Linked DNA regions of Cricetulus griseus: region 1 is linked to region 2. A link is a contact called in public Hi-C data. All regions are on one chromosome and are shown on one strand. The core of a region is the stretch at or near the end of the contact, and the rest is flanking DNA. Distances in the headings are between cores, read along the strand shown.

Region 1 (3,285 bases), core at 226-2,725, 130 kb after region 2:
AATATAAACTTGTCAATCTTCCTTCCCTTACTTATCTACCCACCCACTTAGCATCCATTCACCATCTAACCATCGACTCTTCTTTTGTCTGTCTTCTAACTCACATGTATCCACCACATCATCCTTCCACTCATCATCTGTCTATGCCTCTGACCATCCATCTATCCATCCATCCACCCAACCAACAGTTCATCCATTCATTTATTCATATACTTATCCCCCAATATACTTATCTATCTACTCATTCATCATCCATCTGTTCATTTACCAATATGCCATCTATTCACCATTCATCCATTCATTAATTTATCCATCCATTTATCATTTATCTGACAGCCTACCTATATACGGTCCATCCACTCATCCATTTATTCATCATCTATCTACCCTTCCATCCATCCATTTATATATGCATCCACCCATCCACTTATCCATCTCTCTCCATCCATTCACTTGTTTGTCCATTTATCCATTCACCTACCCATCCACTGATCTGCTTACCCACTATGCACCCACTTACCCATCCATTCATTCATCATCTCTCTGTTTACTCATCCCTCTGTCCATTTACCCACCCATATATTTGGCTCACCATTCATCTGTCTATTTGTCCGCTGATCTATGTACTCACCCAACCATCCATTCATCACCATCCCTCTGTCCACCCACACACCTATTATCCATCTTCTCATTCACCCTCCTGGCTTTAATCACTGTCAAATCCCCCATGTTCAGCACTGTGCTTGGTGCACATGTTTTCAAGTGTCTTTGCTGGAGGAATGAAAACAGAACTGGGCCCTACCCAAGAGCTCTAGATTCTCACCTTTTCCCAGTTTCACTGCAAAATAGGGTGCTGGGTATTGCTTTCCCACCTCACCTTGGGAAACTGGCACACGCTTTTCCAACTGTCAAGCACCATAAACTCTACCCAGCACCAAGCTCCTGAGCTGCAGTCGTGTGGCTTGTGCAGTTGTGCAGAGCTCCCAGCTCTGGCTGGTGAGACCTGTCAGACACTTCCCCTGGACCTGCCAGGAGGCCCAGAAAGGAAAGGAAATTGATGTTTAATGAGTATCCATCATATGCCAGGGACCTTCACATACAGTTACCTTCTCTTTTCTGAAGAGAATAAATAAGAGCCCAGACAGGCCCACCATTTGCAAAAGACAGCATTGCCAATGAACAGCAGAACCCAATCTTGAACCCACGTCTGTCAGGTCCAAATGTTGTTTCTGACCTGTTCCTATAACACTTAATGCTTCTGATGTCCTGCCACCCAAGTCCCCACATGTCCCCATGTTCAAAGCTGCTTAGCCAGCTCCTGGCAGAGCATTTACATAAGGTTTCCATTTGGCTGTTGTGTTGATTATTTCCCTTTTCCCTTATTTGCCAAGAAAAGCCAATGTAAACGTTCCCTCAGCCCCAGGTTAACCCTTGTTCTGAGCAGGCATTTGGTGCAGGAGAGGAGGTTTTGCCGCGTGTCCATGCTCCCTGTAGGCGGGTTCAAAGATCTTCACTGAGACTCGTTCACACATGGCTGCACTGTTCAACACACTCCATGGCAGAACGTCTAGCTTCAAATTTGCCACCTTCATACAAGCATGGCCTTGGTCACCCTTCTAGGATCCAGATAGAAACTATTCCTAAAACCCAGAGCTAAGGAACCATCTTCTCAGCATTTCCTCCTCAGTACAGACTGGGACAGAAAAAGAAGTGGTCCAGCCACAATCGCTGGGCCACCCACTGAGTGTCTGGCACAGCTCGCTGTCACTAGCATCCTCCCACTGAGTCTTTCCAACAGAAGAACTTGGTCTTCATGAAGAAGCTGAGGCTCAGAAGGACAAGTCACTTTCCTGGGCCACACAGCTGCTCAGAGGCAGTGTTACAGAACATCCCAGTTCACAGCTCACTTTAAGTCCAGGGCTAAAAATAAGACATCGTTGCATATGTGACAAAGCACCCCCTCTGTGCATGTGACAAGGTATCCTGACTGTGGCAGACATTGTCTCATTCTTGTGTGCCTGCTTGCAGTAAGAAACTGCTGGAAGCCAATGGTAATTCTGCTACAGGCTTGCTGAGGATCCTCAAGCTACTGATTCTCCACAAGGCTGAGGTTTGGCCCATGTGAAGTGAGCAAATTGACCAAGTCTGGCCTTTCTGCTTTTTCTCACACAGTTTAGGCACTTAGGGCAACTTGGTGTTGGTAGAAGGCTGGCTTGTGCGATCAGCATGTGGCTGAAGGGAAAGTTAAGTTAAAGTTCCCTTAAAGCTTAAGTTCCCTTCCTACAGCCCTAGACCCCCATCAGCACCTCTGACCAAAGTCCCAAGCTGGGGAGTTACCTGCACTGGGTGGGGCTGAGCAGAGAAACTATCAGTCCTTGGCCAGGCACCTGGGGGAGGAAGGGACATCACAGGCACTTACTGGGCAGCTTGGTGTCTCTGAATTTCATCCACTCTTCCCCACTCTGTCCCCAGCCCCTCCTGCCGCAGCCCACACCCCAACCCCTGCCCAGGGCCCAGGCCAGCCCAGCTCCTCCCTCATTTGGCTATGGCTCCAGCACACCAGCCATTTAAGGCTCCACCTCAGCCCTTTAAATTCTATTTTTTCAAACCACATTCTTGAACTTGGCAGATAACGTGGCCTCCCGACAAGAGCCCTATTTACCCGGCGAGCCGTGAATGGGCCCTTTATAACTAGGTTCATTAATATTTCTACCTATTGGCTGGCTCTCCAGTCCTCCCCCTATCCAAACAGATTCTCTACACAGAAAGACTTTTCAAATACTCCTGTTGACTTTCCCGAGCAAGCTGAGCAGGCGTGAGTGCGTGTGAGTGCGTGTGCAGGGGAGGGCATGTGCTGCAGGAAGGAAAGAGGCCGCTATTCATAGCTGGGTGGCGGCCTCCCAGCCCAGGTATGTGGCCTCACAAAGGCCCACTGAACCCAGCCAGCCCCAGTGCCAGGCCCCACAGTGGGGGAAGCAGTTCAGCCCTTCCTGGCCCTGTCGTCTGTCCTGGTGACCCTGGACAAGTCCCTGTTCATCTAGCTCCTTCCAACTGTGGAGGATTTGGAAAACAAGCAGATCCCCTACCTAGAGGATCTGCTTGTGTTTGCATCTTACTAAGATTCTTGGGTGCTGGGACACAGTGGTACAAGCCTGGAGTCTTTTTACCACTTAGATGTTGAAGAAGCTACTTAGCCTCTCAGATCCAGCAGGCTGAGGAAGGAGGACCAAGATTTCAAGGCTAGACTGGTGGTATAACAACTTCCAGACTAGCCCAAGCTGTGTA
Region 2 (2,895 bases), core at 9-2,508:
TGCTGAACAGGTCAGAAGGCACTTTAGGGCTCAGACTCCAGCCTCAGAAAACTAGTGTTACCTCTCCTGGGAACCCCTCTGGACTCTAGCCAGGGTACTCTGATCCCCCCACTGCCCACAGAGTTGGAAGGAAGCATGAGGGACAGGAAGAGGGAAATGGTCAGAACTGGAATACAGCCCTGGCCAGTCTGAATGTTGGTATCCTACCCTCAACTGGGGCCCTATGGCCCTACAGGCAGCAGTTAAAGACAAGTGAGACCCAGCCAGGCACCTAGAACAAACTGTCCTCACAGATGTGGGCTTCATTCCTGCCCAAGATCTTTATCCAACTGTGAATGATGTCAGGGGACCAGACATCTTCAGTGGGCACCAGGGCTTACCAGATAGTCTTTGGTTAGGCACGTGTAGTTCATTTCATATATTGTTTTACAGATTCTGCAGCAACCCTCACTTTACAGAATAGGAGAACGGGGCCCATGAAAAGAATCATCTTAGTCAGGGCCAATCAGGAATGCCCCAGCCTGGGCCCTGGTCTAGCTGTGGGCCCAGCCTGGCTGCGGTGGGGACATAATCCAAGCATTTAACATTAGTGAACTACTTCATGTGGCCTAGTTCTGAGTCTTGTCCCCTCCATCTGGCCACCTGTATAGACAAGGATACTATCTACCAGTGCAGACTGGTTCATACTCTGGGTCTGTTGCTAGCTAGTGACGTGGGGCCCAGCAGCACCTCCTACCACTGTTTAGAGGCAGACCCCTATGCTCTAAGAGGCTGGTTGTCTTCACCTGTTTTGGGAAAATCCTTGGAAAAGAGCAGGGCTTCCGCACACCTCCCTTGCAACCCATTCCCCATCCCAGCACCAGCCAGTCTGTGGTTGGCTGTTCATTACCAGATGGCCATGAGCCACAGAACAAAATTCCAATCAACAATGAGCTATGCACATGTACACTCCCACAGCTTATGTCACCTAAAGATGTCATAGCCCTCTACTGTATGCCAATACATTTTATGGAGACTACCTCTAACCCGGAGTGGTGGCACTGGCAGCTCCATCTCCACTTGGCCCCAGGGTTTGTGTTCACCGTCTGTGGCATCCCTGGAAGCCTTATGATGGCTGAGGAGAGCCGAGGGCTTGAGTGTGCTCTATCCAGCCTCTCGGGACCATGCCAGGGCCTGCTTGGACCACTGTACTTGCAGATCTGTACTTATCCCGGCAGGAAGGAGGGGCCCAAGGATAGCATGCCAAGTCAGTGTGACTCACCACAGCGGGACTTAGTTAGTGGGGAGCTGAGTCGGCAAAAGAAACGAGGGTTGGAGAGGCCAGGGACAAGGAGGCAAAGACACAGCCTGCTAGGAAGCATTCCAGCCACGAGAAGGGAAAGGAGGGGGAAGAGGGAGAATGGGGAACCCAGATTTCTGGCTCCAAGTCCACTGGGCATCACTGGAGACATGACCCAGGGGCCATTCCTTACAGCTTCGGGCCCTCGTGTGCTCCTTTCTGTGAACAGTGTTCACGACCAGCCAAGATTTTCCTCTGGCAATTTCTCTAGAGCCCCAATAGGAGGGCACACATCCCCCGGGGCCCTCACCCTCCTCCTGAGCCTTCTCCTTCATCAGCGTCCCTCCTTCCTGGAACTGAGTGAGCTGCTTGTGTACAGTTTCAATGCTACTGCTCACAAGCATGAGGGAATAACAGAGACTTGGTTCATGACACCCTGCTCGTTTCTGCAAGGTGAACCTGAAGCCATAAGCACAGGATGTCATGTACGACTCCTCGCTACTCCATCCCCAAAGCCCCAGAGCTGGTCTTGACTCTAGCTACTGCTCTAAGATGCAACACCTACCTTCTGGCCTTTGGGCCCAGGAGGCCCAAGAGGTCCTGTGATGCCTTTGTGTCCCTGCAGGCAAATAAAAGGAGAGAACTGAAGAGGGCTTGAGGATACAGGAGGGACAAATGACAAAGGACAGAGACTCAGTGATGGGGACAGTATAACAAACAGAATACCACCCCTGCCTGGCTTTCCAGATATGCCTGTTGGTTCCAGACACACTTCTAATCCTGTGCCAACTTGGGTAGTAGGGCCCCGCTGTGGTGCCCCGGGGCAGGCAGTGGTCAAAGGCAGGGGACCACTACCTTAGCAGAGTGGTGGGAAGAGGCCACCTGACAACTGCAGATGACTCTGTGTTGGCACCCCCTCGCTAGTCTTCCTCCCATTTCTTTGTCTTCTTTTTTTCCTGCTGTGTCTCCTGAATTCCCTGGGTCTGGCAAGGGCCAACATGGCTAGCCAAAAGCACCAAGCTGCTAGGCCTGGACTGCACATGTGTTCTTTGACTGCTCTGAGTCCCCATTCCTTTCTAACCAAGACTGTCCCTCGGAGCCCTCATCTCCTGAATGTGTATGGAAGATCTGGAAGCACAATGCTCCCTCTTTAGAGGACAAATAAAGCTGGGATATATATGGAGCACCCACCATCTTCTGTATTCTGTGAATATATGTCTTTCTTATTAGTTGATGAATAAATGCTGATTAGTCATTAGCCAGGCAGGAAATATAGATGGGGCTACCAGACTAGGAGAATTCTGGGAAAGGAAAAAGGCAGAGAAACAAGTTGACAGGGAGTTGCCATGTAGCTACAGGGGCGGGGAGGACGCCAAGAATTCTCCTATAAGCCAAGACCACATGGAGATACATAGATTAATAGAAATTAAGAGAGAGCTAGCCAATAAGAAGCCTGAGCCATTGGCTAAACAGTTTATAATTAATATAAGCCTCTGTGTGTTTATTTGGGACTAAAAGGCTGCAGGACCAGATAGGACAGAAACCTTCATATACAGCTGGAAGGACTTGAGACCTGGGGTGGATACTGGCACTCTCTCTGCCCTATCACTGCAGTT

The links. A called contact is a pair of places that touch in the nucleus more often than the background predicts.
Region 1: a contact with region 2 is called in a Hi-C map of the CHK-Q cell line, with 2.7 times the contacts expected there. The contact joins two enhancer-like sites. A contact is called at or near these places in 2 of 8 Hi-C or Micro-C datasets (the CHK-Q cell line and fibroblasts).

What each region holds. Positions count from the first base shown.
Region 1 is chr2:82,688,771-82,692,055 of CriGri-PICRH-1.0, forward strand. No RefSeq gene overlaps it. Among named protein-coding and RNA genes, the nearest start is that of Kif12, 15 kb to the right of the region's middle. Within about 2 kb of position 1,476, at least 1 of the 6 cell types and tissues checked has open chromatin away from gene starts, as enhancers often do.
Region 2 is chr2:82,555,328-82,558,222 of CriGri-PICRH-1.0, forward strand. It overlaps Col27a1 (collagen alpha-1(XXVII) chain), which reads right to left. Exons shown (of 61, transcript XM_035439852.1): 41 at 1,845-1,898. Among named protein-coding and RNA genes, the nearest start is that of Mir455, 59 kb to the right of the region's middle. Within about 2 kb of position 1,259, at least 3 of the 6 cell types and tissues checked have open chromatin away from gene starts, as enhancers often do.